Linked DNA regions of Sus scrofa: region 2 is linked to region 1. The links are chromatin contacts, called in public HiChIP or PLAC-seq maps. All regions are on one chromosome and are shown on one strand. The core of a region is the stretch at or near the end of the contact, and the rest is flanking DNA. Distances in the headings are between cores, read along the strand shown. Region 1 holds the start of GGTA1P (glycoprotein, alpha-galactosyltransferase 1 pseudogene). Region 2 holds the start of TTLL11 (tubulin polyglutamylase TTLL11).

Region 1 (7,324 bases), core at 1,306-3,805:
AGCAGCCTGGATCTGAAGAATTTGATACTAAAAACAGCTTCTGGAATTCCCATAGTGGCTCAGCGAAACGAATCCGACTAGGAACCATGAGGTTGGGGGTTCGACCCCTGACCTCGCTCAGTGGGCTAAGGATCCAGTGTGGCTGTGAGCTGTGGTGTAGGTCGCAGATGCAGTTTGGATCTGGCGTTGCTGTGGCTGTGGTGTAGGCCAGAGGCTACAGCTCCGATTAGACCCCTAGCCTGGGAACCTCCATATGCCTCGGGTGTGGCCCTAAAAAGTCAAGAGTTAAAAAAAAAAAAAAAGAGTTAAAAACAGCTACTATGTCTTGGGAGCATTGCGATGCAGGTTTGTTCTCAGCCAGGCACAGGGTTAAGGGTCTGGCATTGCCACAGCTGCGGCTTCGGTGGCAACTACAGCTCGGATCTGATCCCTGGCCTGCTCCATGTGCTGCGGAGTGGTCAAAAAAAAAAAAAAAAAAAAAAAAAAACCCAAACAAATAGCCTCTGGTGTTTCCCAATCTATAGAAGAGATCAAGGCAGGACCAAACTGGTTCTGTCCGAAAGAAGGAAGGAAGAGTCAGAGTCGGAGCCCTGCCGGCTAGCTCCCCTCCTCCACCTTGGCGTTTCCTGAGCCAGGATCCTAGGTCTCCCAGGGGCAAAGTTTGAAATCTCCCTGACCAGGTAAACCCTAGGGCCTCTTTTAGCTCAGTCTTATCCAGTCGTGGTGCATCTGTCAAGTGTAATAATAAAGAGGATCTGCACCTGCCCCCCCACCCCATCTGGTAGGGGAGGCAAGGTGCACCCAGAAATAACTCCGAGCAAGGTACAAAGTGCTTAGTGTAGCCAAAGAAGCACATAAGTCCAATAAAGCATCCACATTCCCCCCCCACCACACACACACACACAACCTCTTCGCACTTGGCATTTCCTTACTTCCAGCAGTCTCTCTATTTCAGGTTTGTGGAAACGGGTTCTCCCTGGAAAAGGGTTTCCCAGCTAGGAGGCGGCCCGGCCCCGACTCCCCCTCTCCCCCACCACCCCCGGTCCCCGCACGTCCAGCGCTCCGAGACCCACCCATTTCCAAGCACAAGAACAAGGCGACAAGGCCCGCTCAGGGGCCAAGAGGAGGGCAAACGACGACAAGCAAAGCCACAAAAGCAACCGTCCGGGTCTCTTGTCTTTCCTGGGGGGAGGAGCGGCGCCCGCAGACGGTCTCCGCGCCTCCCTCCCTCCCGGGCCAGCGGGAAGATAGGGGAATCTCAAGTCGCTCTGCTTTCTCTCTTCGCGCACTGACATTTTCCCCCACTTTACTGTTTCTTGGACGCCTTTCAAGAGTTTGTGCAACCAGTCTGTTTAGCTGCTTTTCTGCCATTTTCAAACGCGGGGTGGTGTCCCTTTCGAGTGGGAACGTGGTGGCTTAAAGTCTGGAAGGGACCCCTTCGCCTCCTGTCACCCCGCTGCAGCGGGCCTCTTCGCCGCCAAAGTTTCGGCGTTCCAAAGTTTCCCCCGGCCGGGTTTCGGGCTCGGTCCTCCGCTCTCTGAGCTCCCCGACTTCTCCCTCTCTGTGCGCTCAGGGGTTTCTGTGCCCCTCACTTCACTCTCAGGTTCCCTCTTGCGGAGGCATCCTCTTCCCACCTAGTCCCGGGCGAGGGAGGCCTCCGCCTCCCCTGCCCCACATTGGGAGACAGACCCCTCCCTCCTTTCGAGACTTCCCGGGCAGTCCTCCTCCTCTGCGCGCCCCGAGCCTCCCCTCTCCCGCCTCCATCCGGCGGACCCCGTGGAAGCCCGCAGCCCCTCAGGCCCGACAAGATGGGGACAGAGACGGGGTCAGAGTTGAGCACAGAGGTAACGACGAGAACAAAAGCGGGGACACGGCAGGGCAGCAACAGGGCAGGGCCGGCGCGGTGGCCTGTCCTCTCCCCGCGCTGCCTCCACGGCGCCCGCAGCCCCGGGCCGGGCGGGACTCGCGGCCTCCAGGGGCTCGGGCAGCGCCCAGCGGGACCCACCTGATCGGCAGAAGCTGGGTGCGCTCGGGGATGGCCCACACCTCGGCTCCCGGCCCCCCGGCGGCGTCCTCGGCTGAGGGAACAGTGGCGCGCGGCGTGCTCCTGAGCTCGGCAGGGCGTGCCGGGGCGGGGTGTGCCGCCTGCGCTCCGGCCCGCCGGCCGCTGTGTGCTCCTCCGGGGTGGCGGGCAGGGGCGCGAGGAAGCCGGCGGGCACTGGGCGGCGGGCGGCGAGCTCCCCGCTCCACCCGGCCCGCGGCTGTTTGTGCAGAGCGGGTCCCGCCCCAGACACGGCCGCTAGGAGGCCGAGGGCGCGAGTGCGCGAGTGCCGGTGCGCGTGTGTGTCTGGTGGCCGGGAGGCGCAGGGGGTGTTTGTTTCATTTTCACTCAGGCAGAAAAAAGCCTGAAACCAGCAAAAAAAGAAAAGAAATTCCCTGGTGAGGGTGGCTGGGCCTCTTTGCCTTCTCCGGCCTGCACGTGGTGGGGGTGGAGGGACCCGGAGGGTGGGGTGGGGTCTATCACCCAGTACTGCAGGGAGGGGCCCCGGAGCCCTGGCGCCCTGCCTAACACGGGGAGGGGTGGCGGGGCGCGAAGAGCCTGGGAGGTCCGATCCACCATTTGTTTCCTGGGGAAGGAAGAGCACAGATGCAGTAGCTACAGCCCGACGCGCTGGAGCCGCTCTCTCCCGAAACCCCCAAGTCCTGAGCTTCGGATATGAGGGGCTGGGTACTGGGCACCTGGCGCGGGCTCTGTTCTCTGCTGGAATATTAGTAGAGGGAGAGAACGTAAACGAAAATTATATTTCAGAGTTTGTGCTTTAGTTATTTTAGGAGGAACATAAACAAAAATTATATTTCAGAGTTGGTGCTTTAGTGCCCAGTGTGACAACAGTTCACTTCTGATGAGCTGGTGTAGGCACATCCGGCTGCCCTCACTCAGCCTTTACAAGACTCCTTGGGCTCCCGGACCATCTATTTTACTGCTGCAAAATTCAGAACTTGCTTTTGCCAGGATCATTCGCCACGGGACTTCAGAGACTAAGAAATTAGTTTCTTAAATATTTTAAGGCATTGGAATTGTGACATGAAAATGGCACAGAAGCTGAGTGTGATGTATAATTTTAACTGTTTCATCCTGATTGAAAAGAACAGAGATCTGATTGAATACTTGACGGTTGCAGAGAGGCTGCAGGGAGCCAGGTGACATCTTGGAGCTTGGGATAATGAACTTTCCTGATGGGTTCAGTGGACTAAAGGGTGGGAGAGTTGAATCATCAGCCCCACAGGGTAGCTCAGGAATGAGGAGCTCCATGACAATCCGAACAATGGATCCTTTGCAAAAGCGTAAACTGCGCCATTATTGTCATCGGTGAACTCACTTGCACTAGGTCTTTAATGATGCAGTAAATAAATACACAAGGAGTGATGTTATGCAAAGTATTTCCCAGTTGTCATTATTGCACTTGAGGATGCAGTGTTTAAATTGCTCAGCCCATCAAATTGGATAATAAATGTGTTTTTTGGGGTTTTTTTTTAGTGAAAATTATGACGGTAATTCTGACCATGGCTGAAGTGATAGCTCATCAGGATCAAAATCAAAAGATGATGACACAGGGAATGCAACATGTAAAAACATCACTCTGCTACCATTAGACTCAATGCAAGAGGTTTGATTTCAGCACCATGTCATCAGTTGCATTAATTTAATGTTGCTAATTTGGATTTTATTGGTTTTGTGGCTGTAATTGCACCTACTTAAAAGATTTGTTTTGGTATTATGGTTGGTGTGCAGAGCTAGGAGCATGAGGACTTCATTCTTAGTTCTAGGTTTATACCTATTTCAGTAACAATAAGATAAAAATAATTCAAATTAACACGGCGGGTCTGGAAGTTTTGTTTTCTTTTGAGAACTATGTAGCTCCCCAAATCTAACTAGCAATTCTACTGACTGGAAAACACCTTCAAGATTATATTCCTTAGCTTCAGGGTCAGGAGTTCTAGGTTTAAGGCCTTATGAGTCATTCTTCCTGAGACTCATTTGTGTCATATGCTGAGTAGAAATAAGGTGACTAGTTCATAGGAGAGGTGGAGTCAAGACGGGATTACTGCTGGGGAAAGAGTGTTGGAGCCTCCAGGAGCATCACAGAGTGCAGGACTGAAGATTCACTGAGCAGAAGGGCAGGGCAGGTAAACAAGTAGCTCTGATCCCTTGCCAGGCTTTGCTCCACTTGCCTCACGGCCTAGCTGAGCTCACTTCATCTTATACACATTCTGATCACATCCCGGTTTCTAGGAAGAAAGCCAAGGCACAGGCAAGTTAAGTACCTCTGGTCACCATCCCTCTAACTATGGCCAAGGTGCTCCAGGTCCCGAAGACCTTCCTACCTAAACTTCCTTCATTCTTTTAACAGATATTTACTGGGACCCTACTATCTGTCAGCCCCTGTTCTTCAAACTGAGGAAGGACATCAAGGCAAACAAGCAAGATAGCATCACAGGAGTTCCCATTGTGGCTCAGTGGTTATTGAACCTGACTAGCATCCACGAGGACGCAGGCTCGATCCCTGGCCTTGCTCAGTGGGTTAAGGATCCAGTGTTGCTGTGAGCTGTGGTGTGGGTCACAGATGCGGCTCAGATCCTGCATTGCTGCACCTGTGGCCTAGGCTGGCAGCGACAGTTCCAATTGGACCCCTAGCCTGGGAACTTCCATGTGCCACAGGTGCAGCCCTAAAAAGACAAAAGGACCAAAAAAAAAAAAAAAAAAAAAAAAAAGATAGCGTCCCAGCCCTGGAGGAGTCTGCAGCCCAGACATTAAACCAAGACCCACGCAATGAGTGATTTCAGGACCATTGTGATCAGGGCTCTAAGGAAGAAATACGGGTGCAGGAGACCCTGAAACCAGGAGGAGGAGGAGTTCACTAGGTGAAGGCTTGGGGAAGAGTGACCCAAGCAGAACCATGTGCAGAAGTCTTTAGGTGGAGGAAAGAGACCCCCGAGTGAGCACTGGAAAGCATCAGCATCACGAAGGCAGCAATTCTCCATGCATCAACCTATAAACTCAAGACAAATGCCAACAGAGTTTTGGGGGAGCTTGGCCAGCTATTCTTAAAATTTGGACAGCAGCGGGAAGGGGCCAGATATAACCAAGACAGTCTTGACAAAGCAGGGAGGGGAGAGTTGGGCTCTTGTTCCACCAGATACCAAGACAGACCATGAAACGCAGTGAACTCAGTATAGCATTAGCACCAGGATGGTTTATTGGACCAATGGAACAGAATAAGCAACCTAGAAAGAGACCCACGCATGTGTGGAAACTCTGTGTTGACCACAAGTGGAGCTGCGGATCAACGGGGGAAAGAACAGACTTCAGAAAGTATTGCTGGAGGAGTTCCCTGGTAGCCTAGCAGATAAGGATTCGGCTTTGTCACTGCTGTGACTTGTTTTGATCCCTGGCCCAGAAACTTCCACATGCCTTGGGTTCGGCACCTCCCAAAATGTATTGCTGGACCCAAAAGAATTGGAAACAGGTGTGCAAGCAAAAACTTGTACAGGAATGGAAGTTTCCATCCTGGCACAGGGGAAACGAATCCGACTAGGAACCATGAGGTTGCAGGTTCGATCCCTGGCCTTGCTCAGTGGGTTAAGGATCTGGCATTCTCGTGAGCTATAGGTCGAAGACATGGCTCAGATCCTGCATTGCTGTGGCTGTGGTGTAGGCCGGCAGCGATAGCTCTGATTCGACCCCTAGCCTGGGAACCTCCATATGCCATGGGTGTGGCCCTGAAAAGCAATGATTTCATAGTATCACTATTGGCAATAGCAGAAGTGTGGAAACAACCCAAATGTCCTTCAAGAAATGACTCGATACACAAAATGTGGTACATTTTTACAATGGTATATTATTCAACATATAAAGAAATGAAATACTGATTCATGCTACCACATGGATGAACGTTGAAAACATTATGCTAAGTGAAAGACGCCAGACCCAAAAGGCCCTATATTGTATGACTCAGTTTATAGGAAACATCCAAAATAGGCAAACTCCAGAGACAGAAAGCAGATAAGTTGTTACCAGGGGCTGGAGGAAGGAAAATGGGAGGGGCTTGCTGAATGGGGACGTGGTTTCCTTTTGGGGTGATGAAGAATGTTCTGGAACTAGATGGTGCTGAGGATTCCACAACACTGAATTCACTAAATGCCACCTAACTGTGCATTTAAACTTAGCTTAACCATTTTAAATGTCAACTTTATGTTACATGAATTTTATCACAATTTTTTTATTTTTTATTTTTTGGGGCCACACCTGCAGCGTATGAAGTTCCCAAGATAGGGGTGGAATCGGAGCTGCAACTGCTAGCCTATGCCACAGCCACAGCAACACCAGCCAGATTCGAGTAGCATCTGCGACCTACACTGTAGTTTGTGGCAACGCCTGATCCTTTACTCACTGATCGAGGCCAGGGATGGAACCCTCATCCTCATGGATACTAGTTGGGTTCTTAACCCACTAAGCTACAACGGGAACTCCTATCACAATTTTTAAAAGTCTTTCTGAGCAACTGGCTAGCTCTACAAAAAGTAAAATAAAATTAGATTACACACACATCACATTACATCACATCACATCACAGATGGGTAAATGACCTAAAGGAAAAAATAAACTTTAAAACTTTCCCAGGGAGTTCTCTTATAGCATAGTAGGTTAGGGATTCAGTGTTGTCACTGCAGTGTATCCCTGCTTGTTGTGTAGTTTCCATCCCTGGCCTGGGAACTTCTGCATGCTGCAGGTGTGGGGGAAAAACAAAACAAAACAAAAACTGTCCATCTAAAATTTAAAAAAATAAAAAACCTTTCCTAGGAAATTATCATTGTTACCTCAAAATAGGTAAGAATTTATTTAGGAGTTCCCATTGTGGCTCAGTGGTAACAAACCCGACTGTATTCATGAGGACACGGTTCGATCCCTGGTCTCTCTCAGTGGGTTAAGGATCCAGCATTGCTGTGGCTGTGGTGTAGGCCAGCAGCTGTAGATCTGATTAGATCCCTAGCCTGGGAACGTCCATATGCCTCAGGTATGGCCCAAAAGAGACCAAAAAAAGAAAGAATTTATTTAAACACATGCATGCAGAGCACTGAATTTAAAGAAAAACATGGATAAATTTGACTATATTAAATTAGAAAACAGGAGTTCCCACTCTAGTGCAGTGGATTAAGAATCTGACTTCAGGGGCTCAGGTCACTGCAAAGGCAAGGATTCAATCCCTGGTAAAGTGGGTTAAAGGATCCCACGTTGCTGCAGCTGTGGCATAGGTTGCAGCTG
Region 2 (7,324 bases), core at 2,603-5,102, 620 kb after region 1:
CTGGGAACCACTGCACCAGCTGGACGTACCCCCACTTGACAGATAAGCAAACCGAGGCCTAAGGAATTGAACTCACTTGCCAAAATAGCAAAGCGGAAAAACGGAAGAAGCTTGAGATTCTGCAGTGGCTCACAGAGTCTTCCCAAGAAAGCCCACATCCCACAGTGCAGCCCATGGCCTGACCCCTGCTCACCTCCCCTGCCTCGCCTCTCACATTCTGCCGCCCACCCTAGGATCCAGCCCTACAAGGCCCCAAAGGAACCTCTGCTTTGCCCATTCCACTCCCTCTACCAAGGATCCAAAGTCGACAGCCCCTAAATAATGCCTACTCGTTCTCAGCACCCAAGACTCTGCTCGGGAGCCCTCTCCTCCAGGAAGCCCTTCTTGGGGTGGTCACCCCTACCTCCCACAGCACTTACACCTTTACACAGACAGAGACACGCTCATCACAAAGGTGTGCATCCATTCAATGAATATTTATTGAGCACCTTCTGCGTGCAAGCACCTGGGGATACAACAGTAAATAACACAAAGCCCCTGCCCTCAAGGAGCTTACATTCTAGTGAGGAAAACAGACAAGATACAATACAAAATAAAATGTCACTAGCGTTAAGTGTTATGGAAAAATAAAAAATAAAGACAGGCAGGCAGCAGTGGCGGGATCATGGGGGAAGGCCTCTTTAAGGAGGTAGCATTTAATCAGAGGTATGGAGGGACAGAGGAAGCCATGCAAAAAGCTGGAGAAAGAGCATTTCAGGAAGCAGTAGCACAGGCCCTGTAACTACTGCAATGATTTCCTTCCTTGTGTCTTGTCTCCTACTGAACCAGGAGGTCCTTGAGGGCCAGGGTTATATCCTAAGCATCTCTGATTCTCAGGGCCCAGCATCCATGACAGACTCACAGAAGGAGTGAACAAAGTTGAGCCAGCGTGTGTGTCTGCTGATTTCTGCATCCACGTGGCTCCATTTCTTGCCATCTGAGCAGCTTCGTGTCCCTCTCTCCCACAGGACCAAGCCAAGCACAGGCCCTGCCTGGGCCAATCAGCCTTCTCTAACTCTGTGGTCTGGTCTCAGTCCTGGATCCTCCCTTCATTAGGATGAAGGTACTGACAAGCTCTCCAGGTTCATCTTGTTCTGGGTCTCATATTTCTGGCCTAGACCCAAGATCCTGTCCAGGATCCAGACACCTAGTCCTGGGAGCCTCCCTCACTTTCTCCAAGTTTCATAGGCATAAAAATCCTCCCCTGAATCCCAAGCCCCAATATGAAAATAAATAAGCATCCCTGAGACCTCCTGGAATTAGACTTTCCCAATGGCTAACCTATCCCTACCTGGAATCTGCCCTGCCTGATTCTTTTTTTTTTTTTTAATGTCCGCACCCGTGGCACATGGAAGTTCCCTGGACAGACACCGAATTCAAGCCACAGCTGCGACAACACCAGATCCTTTAACCCCTGCGCTGGGGCCAGGGATCAAACCTGCACCTCCACAGTAACCCGAGTGGCTGCGGTCAGATTCCTAACCCACTGTGCCAGCAGGAACTCCATGTCCTGCCTGATTCTTGACTCCCCTCCAAACCACATGACTCCTTCTGCTGGGACAGCAACCCTCTGACCAATCCCTTCTGTGGCCATCTCTCTGCATGTTCCCACTTCATTCAGCCCTTCCTGAACATCTACCATAACCAAGGCCCAGAGCTAAGTGCCTGTGTCCTCAGGTTGCCAGCTGCACATCATCTCGTCTAAGTCTCCAGATTCAACCACCCTAAACCACAATCCTGACGCTCCAGAAAGCACATTAAATCACCTTAGATGCTGCAAATCAAGTCAAATGGCTTTATCCACTCAGCCAACTGCAACTGATATCTCTGGATTTCACTGGTGCATCATCCCAGCCCCCTGTGGGTCAGGGACAAATAACCCATTCCTTTATTTGCCTTTCACCCACCACTTCCTGACACCTGCTGTATGCCAAGCCTTGGAACACAAAATACAGTGCCTGCACTCATGACAGCGATGGTGAAGTGGGAAGAAAGAGAGGAGTGGCCGGTAACATTAGTTAGCACTTATTGCATACTTGGGCTATACGACAATAAGCAGTGAGTCTTCTGATACTAAAAAAACTATGAGATAGGTATTATTAGCCTCACTTTATAAAGGAGGAAAGAGGCTTAAGAGATGAAGCAACTTGCTCAAGGTCACACAGCTAAGTGGCAGCGTGGTGACCCTAGACCTGTCTACCTCCAAAGTACAAACTGTTCAACTGCCCCAAGAGTCACATAGTAAATGCTAAGTAACTACAACTTAATAGGAAGTGAAAGAGGGTCCAGGGCCCCGGGGACTCGCAAACTGGTAGAGGAGACACACATATAAAGAAACATCTACAATGCAGGGAGCCAAGTGCTGATGGCTGGAGACCATGGAGCTGCAGCGAAGCCAGAGGAAGGGATGGCTAACTTAACCCGGAGGGGTCTGAAGCCAACTTGAGTTAAGTGACTTGGGGGCTAGGCTTTGAAGGATGAGAAGTTTGCGGCTGACAAGTGTAGCGCACAGCTGAAGCTTGGCTCTCAGACTTGGCCTGGGCCGGCCGGACCCTCTGTGCCAGTCCAGTCCACCCCCCTGTGCCCACGCGGCGGGCCGGGCCTCACCTCCTTCCACTTGAGCTGGCGGATGCTGATCTTCAGGGCGTCCAGGGAGGTCCTGGCCTTGGAGCTGTCCACGGTGACGGGCCGCAGAGAGCAATACTCATTGGACCGGTTAGAGCTCCGCTTGCAGCTGCGGCCCTTGCTCCTGGACTTCCCGTGCGGGCAGAGGCCCTGAGCCGGCGCCGGCGCTGGCTTCGGCCTGGACACCGGCACCGTTCGCGGGGGCCGCGGGGGTACGCGGGCATCGCCCTCTTCGGCCGCGCTGGGCGGCCCCGGAGCCGGCTCCTTGGGCTGCTCCTCCCCCCCTTGCGCTCCGGCTCCCCGGCCGCACCCGGGTCCACACGGACCTGGTCCTTCGCAGCCTGAGCCTTGGCCGCATCCACGGCCTCCGCCTCCCACCAGGCCGTCAGCTCCCTCTCGGGGCTGCCCGGCAGCATGGCTCTCACGGCCGGTGCCAACGCCAGTGCCGCCGCCTGCGCCTCCGCCGCTCCGCCGCGCCGGCCCGCGACCAAACTGCCGCTGCCGCCGCAGCCGCCGCCACGCGCTCCCCGCCCGAGCCCGTTGCCATGATCGCTCAGGCTCCGGTTGACAAGGGCAGTCGCCGACTCGGGATGGGGCCCGGGAAGGGACAATCGCCGTCCAGGCCCCGGCGACCTCATAGGCGAGGCTGTCCACGTGACCGGGCCTGTCACAGAGGCGGGGGCGGCCATATTGGAAGAGGGCGGAAGCGTCCTCAGCCCGCCCACCCTGAGCAGCGCGCAGAGCTTGGAGGTGAGAAGCTGCGGTGAACCTGGGGGTAGAAAGGCGTTGGGCGCATGTGAGGCCCGGGCTGGGACTGAGAGACATCAGTTTCAAACAAGAAGCTCCCTTTCCCCACCCCATACACTCTCACGGGGATAACTCCTGGTGTGATGGAGGGAGGCACGACCCCGTCAAGGAGCACCTCAGTCTGATGATGGACTTGACGAGGCCAGGCCCTCAAGGTGCAGCTCCTGATTTGAAGAAATCCCTTTCTGGACCTAGGAGAGGCCCCAGACTGAGAGGGGAGACACTTATCCCGGTTCTCAGGGAGCTCCCAATGGAATGGGGAAGTTTTGAAGATTCGTGGTTGAGTCGAAGACATTAATCATTCCTTTAACTATTATGTCATGTTTTTAAATTATGGTAAAACAAACATAACATAAAATGTCTCACTTTCCCCACTTTTAGGTATGGAGTTCAGTGGCATTAATACATAATAACATTGTTGTGCAATCATCATCATCATTCATCTGTGGAAATTTTTCACCTTCTCAAACTGAAACCCTGTACCCATTAACCCATATCTCCCCATGCCCCTTCCCCCAGCCCCTGAACCACCATCTTACTGTCTCTGTGTGCTTTATTAAATAGCTGATAGAGGTGGAATCAAACAATATTTGTCCCTTTGTGTCTAGCTTATTCAATCAGAGTTTTACTTGTTTGCTTACTTGTAATGGTCTGTCTCACTGGCTAAAGACCAAATGCAGTGAGTAAGGAGTGTCCTGTTCCAGTTGACCAGCAAATTCCAATGCCCAGTCAGTGCCTGTCAGGCAGTAGGCATTCAATAACAATTTCTTGAATGAATGAATGAATGAATGAACAAATGAATGAATGAAAAATAAACTGCTCAGATATTAAATACTTAAATACTTAAGCGAATTATAGCAAATGTCAATAACAGCTTTAGCCACTTAGGATAAACATTATCCTGGTGATGCAACATTACGTGAACTGGTAATAATCGTGATACTTAAAGACTGTTTTGCATGAACAGGTCCTGGAAGAACAGAGAGACAAATGAGAACAGCAGTGGTGCTGGAGACATGCGCTCTTGGTTGAAATTTTTCTCTCAGTTTTGGCAAACTCTTTCAACCTGGAGGCTCTTCCTACCCTTGGACCCAGTAACCCATCTCATTTCTGGAGGTTTCTGCTAAGAATCAGAAAGTCAGACTAAGATTTCCGTGGTAATCTGATATCAGTGAGAATTCTCACTGTCCCAGGGGCTGTACTAATTTTGCATATGTTGTGTCATTTAATGTTTACCACAGCTGTGGGGTAAGTCCTCTTTTTCCCACATTTTACAGATGGGGAAGGAAATTGCTACTCAGAGAAAAGAAATCACTTACCCAAAGACAGCATTCAAACTCAGGGTGGTCTGACACTAGCACCCCTCTCCCAACACCCACACTAACCCCTACACCATGCCTTTGTTCACAAAAATAAGCCACGTGTATTTAAACATGGTCCATATCCATGTATATGTATGTATAACTAAAAAGATATATGCACTAAGCCTCAGCTTATGTGGATTACAAGAAAATTACATGCAGAGAAAAAACACTGGATTCAAATATACCAGACTATTAATAGTGGATGCTCTGGGTGATGGAGTTGAGGGTGGCAACTTTCCTCCTTATTCTTTTCTATGTTTTCCCAGTTTTCTACGATGACTGTGCATTGTTTTCATAACTGGAAAACACAATTTTCTAATAAAAATGTGTCTTGATTGCTGTTCTATAACTCTTATAGCAAGTCCATTTCCGGGGAAAGAGACAGGAAGGGATAGTTCAGGGGACCGAGGTGTGGGCAGCTTTTATTCCTGTTGTTGGTTTCTGCCCTGTTAGTATCAGAGGCTGCCACCAGGTGGCGCCCGAGGCCCGGTGTTTGAAGAGACTGAAGCAGGATGAGGGGCATGGGAGGTCCCTTAGCAACAAACATCTGAGTAAAACTGAACAGCTGCTGCCCAGCTCTACTGGCAAACACACACACTTTTGCCCCTCTAGGCTTCTGCCAGTGTTGCTTGCTCTGCCTAGTGCAAGCTGCCATTGGCCCCCTGTCTTCTCAGTGAGCTGTTTATTTTTAAGTCTCAGATCCAAAAACCTCTTCCTCTTAGACAGGGTGTGATGGGGCCCCCTGGGAGCACTGGAGTCCCTGCAAGGGGGAGGGGGTCAATCCTAATAAGAGAGCAAAAGGCTTCATATGCAGTTCTGGGTTAACTGTTTCTTTTTGAATGAACATAATAGCCATTGTTCATTGAGCACACCTGTATGGCAAACCCTGTTGTGTATCCTAGCATTTTAATCATCTGAAGCTTTCCTAGGGAGGAAAGTATGGCTTTCCCCTACATAAATGCCGGGAATTTGTGTCCTTCTTTGTGACCTCAGGCAAGTCTTAGAGTTCCTCTGTCCTCTATTGTCTTCATCTGAAAAGTGGGGTGATGATAATAGTACCTATCTCAGAGTACTGGTGTAAAAAGTGAGTCAAAACACATAGAGTCCCTACACATAGTGGTCCAGAAATGTTGATAATTATTACAATGCCTATTTTAGAGGTGAGGGAACTGAGGCTGAGACAAAGAGAGGCTCTTATCCAAAGTCACACAGTGAGTAGGCGACAGGCTGAAGTCCAAAGTTCAGCATGTTCAGTGCTAAGCCCATGTTCTTTCCACTCTGCTACAGTTTCCTGCTGTCACCTACTGGTAGGTCCTAACCCACGGAGAGGACTTGGCCTGGCCCTGCGCCCTCTGGGCTTCCATTTGCCCCGTGCCAAGTGAGGACACTGGCCAGGATGCTCATAAAAAGTATGACATAATAAGTTGGTGAGGAAGCTGGTGTGGACATGCTGGGTCTTGGGGCCCTGGGTCCGTGCACCATGCATCTGTGCCATCAGCATTAAACCTGGAGGATGGATTTCCTGCTTCCCTTTCTAGACTCTCACACCAGCCCCCTGGAGAAGAGGAGATGCACAACCCTCTACCTGCAGGTAATAGGGTAATGGCCAGACTCGTGAAGCTCTAGGCTGGAAATAACATAACTGACATCATGCATTCTCCAAGTGCTCAGTGGAGGCAGAGAATAAGCACCAAACTTCAAATTACTTTTCCTGAAAGGTCAAGAGAATCTGAAAGCCATGGCACTCTTCTTACAACAGGCTTCTCTCTTGGAGAGGTGTCAGGGTTTAAAAAGGCTGTGTAAAGCAAGCATCTGTATGCAATCAAGAGATGCCACACCCAGGTCAGGAAGTGGGGGCTGCCAAAGTGTATCAGTGGAGGTGTAATACGGGAAAAGACACTACCAAGAGTTCAGTCTCAACTCAACTTTGGAAAGCAATGGAAGGAAGGGAAGGAAGGAGGGAGGGAAAGAGAAAGGAAGAGAGGGAGGGAGGAAGAAGAGAAAGAAAGAAGTAAAAGAAAGAAGAGAAAGAAGGAAGGAAGGAAAGAAAGAGAAAGAAAGGAAAGGAAAGGGGGGGGGATAAATTCCTGATGTTTCCAGGCAGCCCAATGTGAGAAAAAAATCCTTTTACTGGTTGGGATTTCCTTCTGTTTTGGGAGCCTGGCTCCTCCATTTCCTCCACCCCTCCATAGCCAATTAACTGCCAAGGTCCATATTGAGTTCCATGGACTCTATCAAGTGGACTTTGAAAGAGCTTGAAGAATGTCTTGCCATCTCCCGAAAGACTGGTTATGAAGACTAGACAGGTGATCCCAGCAGCCCTGTGGTGTCTTGTGTTGAACTTGAATGTGTGTGTCAGTCAGTGTAGGCTGCGTTATACTACAACAACAAACATTCCCCAAATCTCAGTGACTTAACAGAAAAGTTTCTCTCTCACTCACCACATATCCAGGGCAGAGGGCCAGAACATAGTAATCACTCAAGGGCAT

Evidence for each region. HiChIP or PLAC-seq counts read pairs in DNA pulled down with a chosen protein or histone mark.
Region 2: an H3K27ac HiChIP or PLAC-seq map of alveolar macrophages shows a contact between it and region 1. The contact joins the promoter of TTLL11 here to the promoter of GGTA1P in region 1. A contact is called at or near these places in 1 of 47 Hi-C or Micro-C datasets (skeletal muscle) and 2 of 2 datasets of contacts at active chromatin or transcription factors (alveolar macrophages and skeletal muscle).

What each region holds. Positions count from the first base shown.
Region 1 is chr1:261,585,413-261,592,736 of Sscrofa11.1, forward strand. GGTA1P (glycoprotein, alpha-galactosyltransferase 1 pseudogene) reads right to left here and starts at 2,556. Exons shown (of 8, transcript NM_213810.3): 1 at 2,006-2,556.
Region 2 is chr1:262,200,899-262,208,222 of Sscrofa11.1, forward strand. TTLL11 (tubulin polyglutamylase TTLL11) reads right to left here and starts at 3,853. Exons shown (of 11, transcript XM_021068337.1): 1 at 2,951-3,853; 2 at 2,647-2,948. The coding sequence starts at 3,353. LOC110256220 (a long non-coding RNA gene) reads left to right here and starts at 3,342. Exons shown (of 2, transcript XR_002337477.1): 1 at 3,342-3,414; 2 at 3,853-5,184.